Regions from separate parts of the Zea mays genome. Here region 1 is linked to region 2. A link is a contact called in public Hi-C data. All regions are on one chromosome and are shown on one strand. Each heading gives the region's core, a stretch centred on a gene start, on an enhancer-like site or on the middle of the called end of the contact. The rest is flanking DNA. Distances are from core to core; before and after follow the strand shown.

The links. A called contact is a pair of places that touch in the nucleus more often than the background predicts.
Region 1: a contact with region 2 is called in a Hi-C map of ear, with 2.5 times the contacts expected there. The contact joins the promoter of LOC100281210 here to the promoter of LOC100276377 in region 2. A contact is called at or near these places in 4 of 25 Hi-C or Micro-C datasets (ear, endosperm, leaf and 1 more) and 1 of 3 datasets of contacts at active chromatin or transcription factors (leaf).

What each region holds. Positions count from the first base shown.
Region 1 is chr10:83,848,934-83,852,323 of Zm-B73-REFERENCE-NAM-5.0, reverse strand. It overlaps LOC100281210 (xylosyltransferase 2), which reads left to right and starts at 1,566. Exons shown (of 4, transcript NM_001154129.2): 1 at 1,566-2,801. The coding sequence starts at 2,111.
Region 2 is chr10:83,378,559-83,381,602 of Zm-B73-REFERENCE-NAM-5.0, reverse strand. LOC100276377 reads right to left here and starts at 1,547. Exons shown (of 7, transcript NM_001279445.1): 1 at 1,320-1,547; 2 at 331-491. The coding sequence starts at 432. It also overlaps the pseudogene LOC111590323.

The sequences.
Region 1 (3,390 bases), core at 317-2,816, 470 kb before region 2:
TTATGGGAACTATTGGAGGTGCTCTTATAAGGCTCCGCAGTGGGAAGCTGTGAGGGCATGTACAATGGGTGTCTTAAGTTGTGTCTTAGAGTGTGTCTAGGGGGGGTGAATGTAAAAAATCTCAAGACATGTATCTTGACGAAGACACAGTGTCTTAGCTCTATATTCGAGACAGGAGACTATCTGATTGGTCACTTTAATTTATTGAATGTTCTGATTGGTACAATGAATATGGTAAGACACATGTTTTAGACATGACCACTGTATTATGTTGTGTTTTAGCTGTGTCTTATACTTGGAGTACCGTGCAGCTGTATCTAGGTTGTACATGCCCTGAGGAATACGCTATGAGGATAGCGTTAGATATAAAGTAAAAGAATGTTGCAGTGAAGGACTCTAAAGGCGACTGTAAATTTAGAGCGGACCGGAGGAACGCTATTTACAGAGTCCTACTCGAAACTTTCTCGTGCGCGTATTGGATGGTAGACGCATGCTGTGCACGGCTGCATGCACATGCATGCACGCGGAGGTGGTGGAGGCGGGCCCACATGCATGCTGACGGTATAGAAAAGTGGAGAAAAAAATATAATATAATATATGGTAGTTGGTATAGGGTAGATATATAGAGTAATTGTGACCGCGGAGAATTGTTGGATAGAGTAAAAAACCTCGCTGACCAGGATGGAATATTCCTTTTAGGGTAGAGAAATAGGGTAGTATGAGTGCGGATAGCCTTCTCTACCCTAAAAGGAATATTCCATCCTGGTCAGCGAGGTTTTTTACTCTATCCAACAATTCTCCGCGGTCACAATTACTCTATATATCTACCCTATACCAACTACTACATATTTTATTATTTATTTCCATCACTTTTCTATCCACACCCAAGTACCCAACTGCCTTCCGCGGTCCCACCTTGGCCATGCTGCTACGGACAGGCCACCCATGCGAGGAGAGAGATTTTCGAGTTGGATGGAAGCGTACGCTGTATTTAGGGTTCTCGAAGTTACATGCAAATTTAGAGTTAGCTTTCCAGTACACCACTGCAGCATATTTTTACCCTATACGATTATTTTATAGCTTTAGAGTTGCCTTCCGAAATGCGACTGCGGACAGCCTAAGGGCCCACTGGCAGTGTGTGCATCGGGGCCTGTTGACTTTGCCTGTCACGAGCTCACGGCAACGGCAATGAAAATACCACAACAAAAGGATCTAAGTTAAGTTTAATTTTCCATCTACATGTCATTTCATATTTCCCGGTTTTCATCAATGCTACTACAAGGTATGCATGCGACTTGATGGGAGTAAAATTTAAAAAGTTCACGAATGATGACCGTTATACTGGAGATAATCAATATGGATTTGATCCAAAAGCGAATCTGCGAATGAAAACGATCTGAAGTTCTGAACCAAAAAGGCTGTTCTAGTTTCGTGGACCGGCCCATATGACTTATGGTCGATCCCAACTACAATAACTCGAGATTTTCAGTTGGGCCCTTATGACATTCAGTCCAGCCCATCAGCTTGTGTGAGTAGACGATTTGCAACCGCAACCTGCTGGCTGCAGCTCACACTGTGAGAGCTTCAGTTCACCTGCCACCGCCTACCGAGAAGAGATCAGCGCCGCCGCGCGCGAAGTGCTTCACTGGGGAGGAGCGGAGCCGTGCTGAAGTTGGCCGGCCGTGCCCGGCGGCCTCACGAGCTCTCCCTCGTTGCTCTACGCCGGGGCTGGGCCTTGTCCTCGTCGCGCGTACGTGCTCGCCGCCGACGCGGCGCCTGCTCGCTGCCCGTGCGGAACAACGGTGGCCTGCGCGCCTCGCCGGGCCACTCGCTCGTCGCGAACGAGAGCTCGGATTGTTTAGGAGGCCTCATCCGCTGTCCTCACTCCCCTGGCGAGCAAAATCCCTCTTGAAATTCCGAGGCTTCGCTTGAGGATCTTGCTCTCCAGAGCTCATCTGAGTTCCAGATCCGTTTCGTCCCCGCCACCAATTTGGTGCGCTCGCGAGATTCTATATCACCGGAGAAAAGCCGGTGTGCTCCGTAAGGTCGGACATCCTGAGATTCAGTTGCGCTAAAGAAGAAGGAAGACGCGCGCGCGCATGACGGGCAAATGAGGAAGAATCTGGGGCTCGGCTCGGGCCCCGCGCGTCCGTTCGGTGACCGCCGCTGGCTGCTCCCTTTCCTCGCCACCATGCTCGTCACGGCCACGCTCCTACTCGCCGCCGCGTGCGGCCTCTTCTCGCCGCCGTACCCGGGCGGCGGCAGCGACGCGGTCTTGTTCGACGTGGTCTCCCTCGCCGACTGGGACGACGGCGGCTCGTCGACAGGCGGCGACGGCGCCCCCTCCGTCGAGGCGGGAATCAAGAACCGGCTGCTGGAAGGTAACGCCGCCAGCGACAGCGATGACGAGAACCCCGACGACGCCGCCGTCAACTCTGACGACTCCGATGCCGAGCCGCCGCGGATCGCGTACCTCCTCGAGGGCACCAAGGGGGACGGCCTGCGGATGCGGCGGACTCTGCAGGCCATCTACCACCCGCGCAACCAGTACATCCTGCACCTCGACCTGGAGGCGCCGCCGCGGGAACGGATCGACCTGGCAATGTATGTCAAGGGTGATCCCATGTTCAGCCAGGTCGGGAATGTGCGTGTCATCGCCAAGGGCAACCTTGTCACCTACAAGGGGCCGACCATGGTCGCCTGCACGCTCCACGCCGTCGCCATTCTCCTCAAGGAGGGGCTCCAGTGGGACTGGTTCATCAATCTCAGTGCGTCAGATTATCCGCTCATGACACAAGATGGTCAGTGTGCCTGAGTCACCATTTCCCCCCTTAATTCTTTTGGAGAGGACAATGATTTGTTTCTGCGGTCTGATTGATAACATAACTTATGACAGCATTAACAAGTTTTAGAGGAGTTCAAGAGTAACATAGGCACCATAGTTCATAGATTACATCCCCTTTCTCTGCACTAGTTTGCATCAGATTTATTTTGCATTATTTTTGCATATGAATTCCTGCTAGGTGTAAATGAGCAGAATACATTGCTTCACTGTTGTGAACCTAACCTGTCTACTTCTTGTTTTGTAAGGTTGCCATCTTTGGAAACACATGGTTCAGCTAAGAATGAATATTTTAGCAGAGTTAAGGGTGATGGGAAATGTCCAGTTTCAAAATTATAAGTTAATTTTCATAACGTCAGTCAAGTAACATGGGCCTCAAATTGTATAGGCACACATGTTAATTTTGTATGATCTTCAGACATCTATTCATATGGAAAGACATCACTAGAATCTGCAGTCATGATTCGTTCGAGGTTATGCCCCTACAGTGGAGCTTAAATCTTCATACGCAGAGCAGCAACATGTTATTACATAGCTATTGAAGTTAC
Region 2 (3,044 bases), core at 298-2,797:
ACAGTAATACACAAAAAACTGAATGACTGTGGCATGTCGAGTGAAGCTAAAACTCATGAAAACAGTTTTTGTTCGAAAACATGAATCCCAGGTTCTCAGATTAGAACAATGATATGGATTTCCTTTCTTGGTGGGGTAGAAGTAGAATCAAACTCCGCTATTACAGTGTAATAGTTTGGTGGTCTCTCAAGAAGAATGAAATGTCAAAACTATGGAACAGGTAGACAACAGTGAGGTGATATCAAGAAAATAAACAGAGTAGATGCGCTAGCTAGCAGCTCATGACCAAATATCACATTACCAATAGGTCAAAGTACCGTACTAACTGACCTTCTTGCAGTCCTGCACAGTGGTGCACAGGGGCTTCTCGACAAGGATGTGCTGCGGTTCACGATGGCGGATGATGTCCATGAGTATCTCGTAGTGGGTCATGTTTGGGGACGATACGATGATGGCGTCACAGAGCCCGCTGTCCAGCAGCTCGCGGTGACCTGGAAAGATCTTGAAACCTTTTGGATGTCACTAAGATTTACCGAATCAGTAATTAGTACCAGACTAAGAACTCACATGGTTGTGCTTTGTATAGTGCCACTGTCTAACCATAACTGATTCATATTCTATCAAAATCTGTTTTTTATGTACGTAATATTTTACAAGGAGTGGTAGGAGCCTCAGGGTGCTCAACCACAACGGCGGCTTGGTCCAGGCCGCCGGCGATGGCGCCGCGCGCAGGGGTGGTGACTTTAGCAGCATGTTCCGGACCAAGTCGACGCTGAGCAAGCAGAACTCGCTGCTGCCGACGAGGATCAGGGAGTCCGTGAAGGAAACAGTTGAGGGGCATAACCGCGAAGTGCCGATTCTATTTTTTGTTGCCCACAAAAAATAATCTAAAACATGTAATTAGTCGTGGTGAGGTATTTTATGTAGGAGGGGTGTGACTGAGGACATGTTTAGATCCATCTGTCAAATAATTTGCTGGCTAATTTTAGCACCTTAGGCTCTAAACGGGCTAACTAATAAATTAGCTAATTGTTAGCCAGCAAATTGTTTGTTCATTAGCCATTTGACTTGCTAATAGTTTCTGATTGATTATTTACTATGTTTTAGACATCAAACATATCATGGTTAATTGTTTGACAGCTAATTATTTGTCGGCTAACTGTTAGCAACTGACAAACAATTAGCTAGGATCCAAACGGGGCCTTAAGGTGAGCAATTAGGCGAGCGCAACCAATATCGGGCTATTTTGGCGAGCGGCCATGAGAAGCTTCCGAACTCAGAATCTCGCGGATAATCAGGAGGGTGGAGCGGGGATATACCTGGGGAGGCGGGAGGCCGAGCTCAGCGGCGAGCTGGAGGCCAAGGCGGAGTGACTCCTGGTGGGGGTCGGCGAGGCCGGTGACCCGCACCCGGACGGACTGCTCCCGCTCGACCTCTGTGGCGAGGTGGGCGAGGTTGTGGAGGTGCTCCCGGCCCATCATCCCCACCCCGACTATCCCATACCTCACCGCCGCCGCCGCCGCCTCCATCTCCTACAGCGATGATTGTAGTGGACTGGAGTGTTGACACTTGACAGGTGGTTGCTGCGACGCCAATCAAAAACGAATGAAGCTCGCTTTCTATTTAATGGATAAAAAAAATAGCTACTATGTTTGGTTAGTTGATATCATATCAAATATTTAGATATTTATCATGAGTATTGAATATAATCTAGTTATAAAATTAATTACACAATTAAAGACCAAACGAGGAGATAAATTTATTAAGTCTAATTAATATACAGTTAGCAAATGTTTATGGTAGAATCATATGGGATAGTCATGAACTAATTAGATTTAATAAGTTTGTCTCATCGTTTAGTTCTCGTCTGTATAATTAATTTTGTAATTAAAATGTATTTAATACTTTTAACTATCATCCAAATTTGAAATATCCACTATACCAGAGAGTAAATTTTAGCTCGAGAAACCAAACACTGCTTCTGTCCCTTAAAACGCCATGCAAACGCAAATAATACAATGTCGTGCGCTGCAACGACACAATCATATTTGATACCCATAAAAAATAAATTTAATATCAAAGTGAACATATAGTTCACATATCTAATATTAAACTGATAAAAATAAATATTACACTTTATCTTAGTCAAAAGGTCGATAAAGCTATGAATTGAAAACAAGTCTAGCCTTTTATAGCTCGCTCGGTTGTTCGTCCTCTTACAACTAGCGAGGTGGTACCATGTGAGAGCGTTGTGTTGCGTACAGTTTCTTATCGTGTTAGGCTTAAGTGTTTCTCATGTCTCATATGTGGTGTAACAGCCTATTGGGCTCATTGTGCTTATGGAAAAGTGGGGGGAAAGAACACACCTACGTGTGTTTTCATGTGACGCATGACGTACGAAATTGGTTCTTTAAAAAGTAAAGAAATGTCTCTCAGTCTATCTCACCCCTATTATACTTCATATTTCAAACTTCATTCTATAAACAGTATAATCTACAATGCAAAAGAGTGTTTTGCACAACCATATGCATGTTCTGCTGAGTACAACCTTAGATCAGGTCCAACATGGGTGCTACTAATTTGAGTCGAGCCGATGATATCGATCAGACTGGTTTCATTGCAAGTCAATTCATCCACTCGTTTGATCGACCGCGTTAGAGTCAAACATGTCGGTACCGATCGATCTGTATTGACCTCTACTTCTTCAGCTGCATGACTAAGCTTACTTGGGATACTTTGTCTTTGATTTTGGAAATCGACAAAATACTTAACACACTTATTATGAGCATTGCTCACTCCACCAACATGCTCAATTAATGCTTTATATGCATGCTTCTAATCATTAAATTATGTTTTGTTGAATCTACCATATCCAAATATTTATGTCATCCTTGGCTCTTAAAGAGAAAACAATATAAGCAAAACGATATATCTTTGAAGTCGTTATATGCTAGCCAATCATATCTTTTATACCAAGATTTAAAAAATGCTCTTTTCTTTATGTTATTTTTAGATTGTCTCGAAGGAAAGATCATAATACATTG